Regions from separate parts of the Mus musculus genome. Here regions 1 and 2 are each linked to region 3. Evidence: chromatin contacts called from public Hi-C and HiChIP or PLAC-seq data. All regions are on one chromosome and are shown on one strand. Each heading gives the region's core, a stretch centred on a gene start, on an enhancer-like site or on the middle of the called end of the contact. The rest is flanking DNA. Distances are from core to core; before and after follow the strand shown. Region 1 has its middle 110 kb from the start of Gm36372. Region 2 has its middle 150 kb from the start of Gm36372. Region 3 holds the start of Trib2 (tribbles pseudokinase 2).

The links. A called contact is a pair of places that touch in the nucleus more often than the background predicts. HiChIP or PLAC-seq counts read pairs in DNA pulled down with a chosen protein or histone mark.
Region 1: a contact with region 3 is called in a FOXA1 HiChIP or PLAC-seq map of pancreatic cancer cells. The contact joins the enhancer-like site here to the promoter of Trib2 in region 3. A contact is called at or near these places in 17 of 39 promoter capture datasets (the 3T3-L1 cell line, 3T3-L1-derived adipocytes, the C10 cell line and 11 more), 3 of 15 datasets of contacts at CTCF or cohesin (the NIH/3T3 cell line, large pre-B cells and pro-B cells), 5 of 484 Hi-C or Micro-C datasets (adipose-derived mesenchymal stem cells, embryonic fibroblasts, embryonic stem cells and 2 more), 26 of 115 datasets of contacts at active chromatin or transcription factors (the NIH/3T3 cell line, T-cell acute lymphoblastic leukemia, astrocytes and 18 more) and 2 of 9 other capture datasets (embryonic stem cells and liver).
Region 2: a Hi-C map of centrocytes shows a contact between it and region 3, with 3 times the contacts expected there. The contact joins the enhancer-like site here to the promoter of Trib2 in region 3. A contact is called at or near these places in 17 of 39 promoter capture datasets (the 3T3-L1 cell line, 3T3-L1-derived adipocytes, the C10 cell line and 12 more), 4 of 15 datasets of contacts at CTCF or cohesin (the NIH/3T3 cell line, large pre-B cells and pro-B cells), 29 of 484 Hi-C or Micro-C datasets (B cells, the C10 cell line, CD4 T cells and 17 more), 20 of 115 datasets of contacts at active chromatin or transcription factors (SST interneurons, T-cell acute lymphoblastic leukemia, bone marrow-derived macrophages and 16 more) and 2 of 9 other capture datasets (embryonic stem cells and liver).

Annotation. Positions count from the first base shown.
Region 1 is chr12:16,342,899-16,345,725 of GRCm38.p6, reverse strand. No RefSeq gene overlaps it. Among named protein-coding and RNA genes, the nearest start is that of Gm36372, 110 kb to the right of the region's middle. Within about 2 kb of position 1,510, at least 8 of the 459 cell types and tissues checked have an H3K27ac peak or open chromatin away from gene starts, as enhancers often do. A contact at or near this core is called in pancreatic cancer cells, where this site is marked.
Region 2 is chr12:16,382,330-16,385,029 of GRCm38.p6, reverse strand. No RefSeq gene overlaps it. Among named protein-coding and RNA genes, the nearest start is that of Gm36372, 150 kb to the right of the region's middle. Within about 2 kb of position 1,384, at least 45 of the 459 cell types and tissues checked have an H3K27ac peak or open chromatin away from gene starts, as enhancers often do. A contact at or near this core is called in B cells, the CH12 cell line, centroblasts and 5 more, where this site is marked.
Region 3 is chr12:15,815,499-15,818,198 of GRCm38.p6, reverse strand. Trib2 (tribbles pseudokinase 2) reads left to right here and starts at 1,414. Exons shown (of 3, transcript NM_144551.5): 1 at 1,414-2,700. The coding sequence starts at 2,699. Gm5432 (a long non-coding RNA gene) reads right to left here and starts at 1,262. Exons shown (of 3, transcript XR_001780551.2): 1 at 1,102-1,262.

The sequences.
Region 1 (2,827 bases), core at 261-2,760, 530 kb before region 3:
GAAACTAATTAACATGTTTATTATGTTAGCAATATCTTGTCTTTACTAGCAACTTTGAAATATACTGGTCAGCTTTACCAACTGTGGTCATCATGCAGTGTGGTCATGTTCTAGAATTTACTTCTCTGGTGGCACTGAGACTTTGCCATCTTCTCCCCTTTCTTCACTTCTCCAGCTCCACTCTATTCTTTGGTTTCCCTTTTCTATCCAACAACCCTGTGGGGTGTTATTATTATTATTATTATTATTATTATTATTATTATTATTATTATTACCACTACTTTTTTACAGCTCACATATAAGATCTCAAAATGCTTTTCTGCACCTGACTTCTTTCACTTAGCAAAATGTCTCCAAGTTCCACCTATATTGTAAATGACAAGGTTTCTCCCTTGTCATATTTGTATTATGTTACGTTTTATTTTTTATCCACTTTTCTCCCGATGGACACAAAGTTTGCATCCAAATGTCAGCTTTTGTTAATTGTACTGGCATGAACACAGAAATGTAAATAACTCTTTAACATGTTTTTACATTCATTTGAGTATCTATCTACTATCTATATCCCTACCTACCTATTCCTCATATCTCTCTCTATCTATCTATCTAATTTATTATCTGTCTATAATCTATCTGTCTGTCACCCCTTCCACCTAGAAGTTGAGCCCCTGGATCACATATTACTTCTGTTTTTAGGTCTTTAGGCATCTTTTGAATGAATGCTATGTTTGAAAATGGCTTTACTGATCTGCCTTTCCACCAACAGCATGCAAAGATCCCTCTTTTCCATATTCCCCACACCTGCCATCTCCCGTCTTTTTGATAAGAGCCTCACCAGCGAATGTGCTGATGATCATATAGTGATTTTAATCTGTATGCCTCTCATGACACGGGACACTGAACATATTTTCACATACATTTTAGATATAATAAATCCTTGGCCCCACTGTAAACTTGGTATTTCTTTCTTGTTTGAAGTTTCAAGTAGCCCAGGTGTTGCAGGAAATAATAAAAAGAATTCCAAGTTCCTGCACTTCTCCCAGCTACTCTCAGCCCCAGCCAGCCAGTTCTTATCTCATGGAGTCTCTCAGACTCAGAGCTCCAAAATCTCTCCACCCAGATAACTAAATTCCCACTGGTGAGTTGTTACCACGCCAGCCCCATGCATTAAAACCCCCATGGCATTTGTGGTACACATCTTGCAAAGCTATGCTTTGCCACTATATCTTTCTCTCTGAAACCTACTTGAGATACCACATGAAGGAAAAACACCTCACAAACTTAGTTCAGAAACAATGGTAACTCAATCACTGGGTGCAACAACTAGAATCCTAATATTGTAAGTCATATTAAATCTAAACCCTCAGTGGCGAATCCACCAGGAGACACTAGTAACTACATCTTGCCCTCTCACTATTTCTGTCCAAAAAGCCTCTAACTCTCTCCTTCCTCCTCTCTTCCCCCATCCAACCCTGAAGTCCCGCCTACTTGCCCAGTGATTGATGCCTCTATTTATTTATTTGGGGATGATTCACAAGGAGTCACCTGAGTATGTGACTCATGAGTCCATCTAGCCCCTCCTGGGGAAGCAGAATTAACATCAAAATACAACAGCACCAGGGCCATCCACAACACCTAGGTCTTGAACTCGTGAACTGAATGTGTAGCTGAGGTGATCCCTGAAGTCCTGGCTCTCTTGTATTTGCTTGCCATGTTGCTGGGATTAAACGTTTCAGCTGCCACCTGGGTGGTAGAAGGCTGTTTGGTTTTTGCATATTGTATTGTTTGAGTTTCTTATATATTTGGGGTGTTAAGCTCTTGCCAAAGGTGTGGCTTGCAAACATGTTCTTTCAGGCTGAGGATTCGCTTTACTCTTCCTCCTTTTCTGCCCAGAAGCTCGTTCATGGCAGAGATGCTGGATGGCCAGAGCAATTGTGAGAAAAACAAGCAAAGCAGGAGACGTCACACTCCTGACTTCCAAACGTCATTACAGTCCCATTGTAATGAAACAGCACAGATCTGGTGACAAAACAGACACATCAACCAAAGGAACAGGGCAGGAAGTCTAGAAAAAAACACAAGTGTTTACTTACAGTCAGTTGCTTTTTGATAAAGGTGGGAAGAACATACAGTGGTGGGTAGGATGGGGTGGGGGAAGGGAAGATTTTCTTCAAGGTGTTTAGAAACTGATTCTCTACGTTCAAAAGAATGAAATTGGTACTGTATTTCATACTTTACAAAAAAACATACATGCAAAATGGTTAAAAGCATGAAACACAAATCTCTAGAGCAGTGCTTCTCAACCCTCCTGATGCTGTGACCCTTTAATACAGTTTCTCATGTTATGGTGACCCCAACCATACAATTATTTTCATTGCTACTTTGTAGCTGTAATTTTGCTACTGTTATGAAATGTAATGTAAATGTCTGATATGCAGGATATCTGATGTGTGATGATACACAGACTGAGAACTGCTAGTCTAGAAGAAAATGCAGACAAAGTGTTATAGCTTTGGTCTGGGCAATGTTTCTTGGTAAAACTCTGGAAACACGCAACAACAACAAAGTACACAGATGAGACTGTAACTCCTGCCTTGTAAGAACTAAGAGTTATGAGGTGCGGAGATGGCTCCACAGTTAAGAGTGAAAACTGTTTGTCTTAGTTTGGGTTTCTTTCTTTCTTTCTTTCTTTCTTTCTTTTGTTTTTGTTTTTTGTTTTTTGTTTTTGTTTGTTTGTTTGTTTGTTTTTGAGACAGGGTTTCTCTGTAGCCCTGGCTGTCCTAGAACTCATTCTGTAGACCAGGCTGGCCTCAAACTCAGAAATCTG
Region 2 (2,700 bases), core at 135-2,634, 570 kb before region 3:
GGAGGAGAAGTAAAATCAACAAAAACAAATGACTCTTGGAAATGTCACAGTGAAAGCCAGTACTGTATGTGCTAATCAAAATTGATCATCATCATCATCAACACACACACACACACACACACACACACACACACACACACACACACACACACCAAAACAATTCCTACTTAGTTTAGTATTCTTGCAAGCTGAGGGAGTTAGGCCTTCATGCTCCACACTTAGGCAAACCATGCATTTCTAGGAAGATGACAGAAATTGGAGGATAAAACACAGCCATGTAATATTGCATCAGGGAGCAGTGGAAGGCAGGGGAAAAGAACCCTGGGGGTTCAGCAGGCATCTAACTTTTCAAAATTTCTCCAATAATCAAATTTGCAACTGGCCATGTGCTGCACACACCTGGCAGGAAGTATATCTAACAGAATATGCAAATACCTCTTGCCCAGATGGGTTTTCTTTCCCCCGTGTACTTTTTACAGCTTCCTTGCTTTGAGTTTTATTTACCAGTTATAAATTTAAAAATTCTTGTGTGTGTGTGTGTGTGTGTGAGTGTGCATGTGAGTGTGTGGTGTATATGTGATTGTGTAGTGTGTGTGTGTAGAGAGAGTGTGTGGTGTGTTTGGAGTGTGTAGAGTATGTGTGTGGGATGTGCATGTGAATGTATGTGTGTGTGTGTTTGAGCGTGGTGTGCATGTGACTGTGTGTCTGTGGGAGTGTGGTGTGCTTATGAGTGTGTATGTGTATGGAGTGTGTGTGTGTGAGAGAGAGAGTGTGTATTTTCTATGGTTCTGGGCATGGTAAGAGAATGTGTCTGTTGTGTTAAATTACTTGGTTTGTGGCATTTTGTCTCTGCAGCCCTAAACTCAGTGGTTCCCAAGACATGGATGCCTCCCAGTGATGAAGAATCCAGGGTAAGACCAGCATTCTTGACCTTGCTGGGCACAGTGGGTCCTGGCACAGAGGGCCAGTGGCTTTGCCACCAGACACCCTTGACGTCCATGATGTGCTAGGTTTTCTTATTTATCTGGGGGCTTGGCTTTCCCGCATCAATGGTGTTGGATGGTAGTGTCCTCATCCTGGCGGACCTGAGGGAGGGTTAACACACTGAGGGACTAGGGCTTGCTTGGCCACTGCCTGCCCTGCTAAGGGCCCTCGGTTAACTTTTGTTACCAGCCGTCCAGGTGCAGCCTCTCTCTTCCACGAGACGGCGCCTCTCGTGTCAGTCCTTGATTGCAAGTTTTGCTGCTCACTTTTGCCCTGACGTTGTGTTTATTTAAGGAACCATTCGTTTGGGTGAAACCTCACAGCGTTTAGGTTTTGGCTGAGTGAGCTGGAACACTCTGTTGAGTATTTATAGCCAGAAACATTTGTTCGCCTTAGACCACATGACTTGACATCTCTGAAACTTGAGCAAGCTCCGGTTTGCTTTGGATCTTTAAGCCTTTCTGTGGTGTAGAGGAGAGTGACGGGTTCGGAAGCTCTCGCTGTTTTGTAACTCTCTTGGTACCACTCCAGTGAGCCAAGCGAACTGTGGTCCCCATCAGTTGTCATACAGGACTCTTGAGTGTCACCATGCAGGTGTGCAGATGGCACAGACAGTAGGCCAAAGACTTCAGGTCTCTGGATTTTACCTCAAGTATTTAGCAGACAACTTTAGTGAGGGGAAAAATCCCAAACTAAACCAAACCAAACCAAATAACCAGAAACAACATTTAAAAAAGCAACACCCCTAAAACCCAACCTGTTTTTCAAATTTGGGCCGAGGCGAGTGAGTCCTGAATGCAAGAAGAAAAACCACATTTTTTTTTTCTTCTATACACCTGTGTGTGCACAAGGTAAGGCTTATGAAGTTTCTCCTTTTTGAAAAAGAAATCATCTGACTCTCAGCCAATACTATGGCCTTAATGTGCGTTCTGCCAATGCCTCCAAAACCATTTGAGAGCAGGCCACAAAAACAAAAAACAAACAAACAAACAAACAAAAAAAAAACCCAACCAACCAACCAACCAAACAACCGAACTAAAAACAAAACAAAGCAAAACAAAGTCCCCAAACTGCCCAGGTTTGCCGATGGAGAGTTGGAGGCAGTCTGCACAGACTCTGTGGCGAGAAATATTTGGAGAAACGAGAGCCGACTTTTCAGTCTTTTCTTGCCAGAAAGCCAAAAGCAAAGCTGGAATTTTGTGGTTCCGGCACTTTGTGTGCCTCCCAGTCATTTTGCACAGATGGTTCTGGTTTAAGGCCATGATGCCCCATCCACTGGAGGGAAAGAAACCGGGCGACCACCCCAAGCCTCCCATTCTGATGCCAAAGTATACTCTACTGCCCGGAGAAAATGAGAACCGGGAGAAGTTGCTTAGAAAGCTGCCAATTAGGGTGCAGAAGCTGAATGGTTCAGTGACTGTGCGATGCTGAAACCCACATTTTCCTTTGGATTATGTCACCTGGGGGACACTGACAGGGACTCTCCCCTGCTTAGCCAGTCACAGTTGCATGATACTGAAAGATTTGGGCAGGCTTTGTCTTTTCATTTGAAAAGACAAAGACCCTGAAAAGCAGAGCGACTTGCCTTTTACTAAGGGTCTGGGATACAGAGCAGGATGTCCAAGTTTACCTTTTACCCCTGACTTGTAAATTTCTCCTCTGTCCACTCTCTTCCATATTGTAGTGATTACTGTTAATAATTTAATAGGATCTGGA
Region 3 (2,700 bases), core at 165-2,664:
CCCCTTAAGGGACAGTTTAGGGATCAGAGTCTGAGTTTAAGGCAGATGAGTGGGGAGAAGGATGGGAGATCTATGAGAAGACATGGGGCATTTTAGTTTCTTCTCAAGATCTGTCCTCTAGGGTGGCTAGCTGAACAAGCAAGGTCCATTCACTACTCTGAAACAACCCTCAGGGAACTCCTGATCATTAGAGCCACTATTGTCCCGGTTAAGTATAATTATAACTAGTTCTCTATTTCTGTTCAAAAGTGGTAGTGCAGAATATTGTTACAGAGTGACCTCCCTCATAGAAAGAGGTGCCTTATGCGGGTAAAAACTCAAGAGTAAGCCCAGCAGTCTTGCCCCAGACCTTGGTTGCTTCTTTCTCTTTCTGTTTTCCCCTGCTACATTGCTACTCTTACCAGGATGCATTAGGTAAAGTCAAGAGGCTTAAGCTGTGGTCTGAACTTTCCCCAGGTCTGTTCAAGCCAATGGTCCAGAACCTTCCCAGGAAGTTAAGAATAAGCAAGGGTCAAAGTGCAGCCTTCCGTTGAACCCGGTATTGAATGTGTTCTTGGCCTAAATACTGAGATGCCGGGGCTGGAGAAGCCTGACTCCTTGGCTAGGAGCCAACATCCTTTGCTGGAAGTGTGGGTGCAAAGGTGTGTGTTCCTGAGCTCTCCCCAAAGACCTTGTCCTGAAGTCAAAAGACTCTGAAAGGATCCCCAATCCTATAACTGGTAAGTGGGGGAGGGGTGGTGACACTAACTACAAGCTCACAATGGACTTCTGTTGAAATGATAAGCAACCGGAGAGAAAGAATAAAACTAATTCTAGAGACTGTGGGCTGCAAGAATCCTTCATTTTTTTTAAAACCCGCGGGGAACTGCTTGTTCAGGTTAACATAGCAGCAGAGGGGTGCCCGGTACCCAGAAGATGCGAGGCTTTCTGCGGAAAATCCCGGGGAAGAGGATCTAAGTCTCAAAGTTGACCTGAGCCTGCCGGTGTTGCGTGGCGACGGTGGCAGATACACAGTCCAGCATCCCTGTCGCTGCAGCGCGAACAGCAGGCCAGGGGAGCCCAGAGCCCTTGGACTGCGGAAGGATATAAAGCACTGTTTACCTCGCGCCTGGCCGAGCCATCCGGGGGCGAGGCTGGCGCCCCCAGTGGGGGCACTGCAGGAGTGGCGGCAGCAGCCCTGGCCGCCGGCGGGCGCAGGGGAGCCGCGCGCGCACTGGCAGCGGCGCCGCTGATTGATGGGCTCCGGGCTCAATGACAGGGGCCGGGGCGTGGGTAGGGCGGGGCCGGCGAAGAGGGCGGGGGCTCTGTGGAAATGTGTCGGTGACATTGAATGGGGAGACCGAGCGCGAGCAAGCGAGGCGCGCGCGCACACATACGCGCACACACAGCCGGGCTCGCTCCGAGATCCCCGGCCACGTAAGTAACTATTAATACCGCCTCGCCCGGGGATGCGGGCGTGCTTGAGCGCCGGGATTGGCCTAGGGCGCCGTGGCCATCCCCTTTAATTTTTAAATACACGGTCCTCTCCTACTTCTGGGTGGCAAGAAAAAAAAAATAATAAGAAAAGAAGACAAGCCGTCGATTTTTATTTTTCCTGCAGAGCAAACCCCGCCGTGCAATTTGGTCGCAAGGCATCGGGAGACAAGAGTGGTTTGCAAATTGTTTCAAGGCTCAAGACCCAGTTGTGCAGCGGAAAAGGAACGCCGCGGGTTGACGGAGTCCGGGGAGCATCTGCTGGCAGCTCCTGCAGGACCCCCGGAAAGCTCCTGCTGCTGGTACCCCCCAGGTCACCGCCCGCACTTCTTGCTTCATCGGAGGAGGATCTGGGACGTGAGCAGCGACAGCAAGAGCTAGTGCTGACCGCGCGGGCTCTGCCTTGGGCTTTGTCGCGGTACCTGTGCCTGCCCTACTCCGCGCACTCCCTACTCAGCTTTTGCAATCTTTTGTTGCCACTGCTGACCGCCCCAAGTTAAAAGCGCCTTTGCAATTTTTTTTTTCTGTCTTTTTTTTTTTTTCTTGAGAGAGACAGCTCTGCGATTTTTTGGAAAAGCCTCAGACGCCATCTACAGTTAAGACTTAGGTAACTGCCCTCTCTAGCACCCCCCTTACACGCCCCCCACCCTTTCCACCAAAAAGAGGGGGGTGCAGCGCGGATTCTGGCTGCCGCGCGGCGTGAGCCGGTAGACCCGAGCTTATTTCCTTTTTCTTTTTGTTTGGTTTCTAACGCGTGGAGGGCGAGCCGGCGCCGCGCGCTCCCTGAAGACTGCACAAACTCCACGCAGGGCTTCTCCGCCCGGTCTGCGGATCCTCAGCTGGGGATCGCTCAGAAGCCCGGCGCTGCAGCTCCTCACCCCAGAGGCACGCTCACTCGTCCAGATCCACGCTGCGAACAGAGACCCACTGAGTCCAGCGTGCGGTTCTGCACCGCGCTGGCAGCTTCTGGGTAACAAAAGGACCCGAGTTGTCCGCAGAGCGAGCACCCCCGGGAGCGGGGCTCGCAGCCGGGGACCAGCCCTGCAGCGCCCATCTGGGGGCTAGTTCTTAACTCTTCCTCCACGGAGCCCCAGACGGGTCCCCTCCCTTCTTGATCCTTTTAAGTCGGTAGCACCGAGGCGCCTGCACCGGCGCGGCTCATCCATCTCTCCAGAGGGGTTTTTTGGTTTGTTTGTTTGTTTTGTCGTGTGCGATCCTCACACTCAT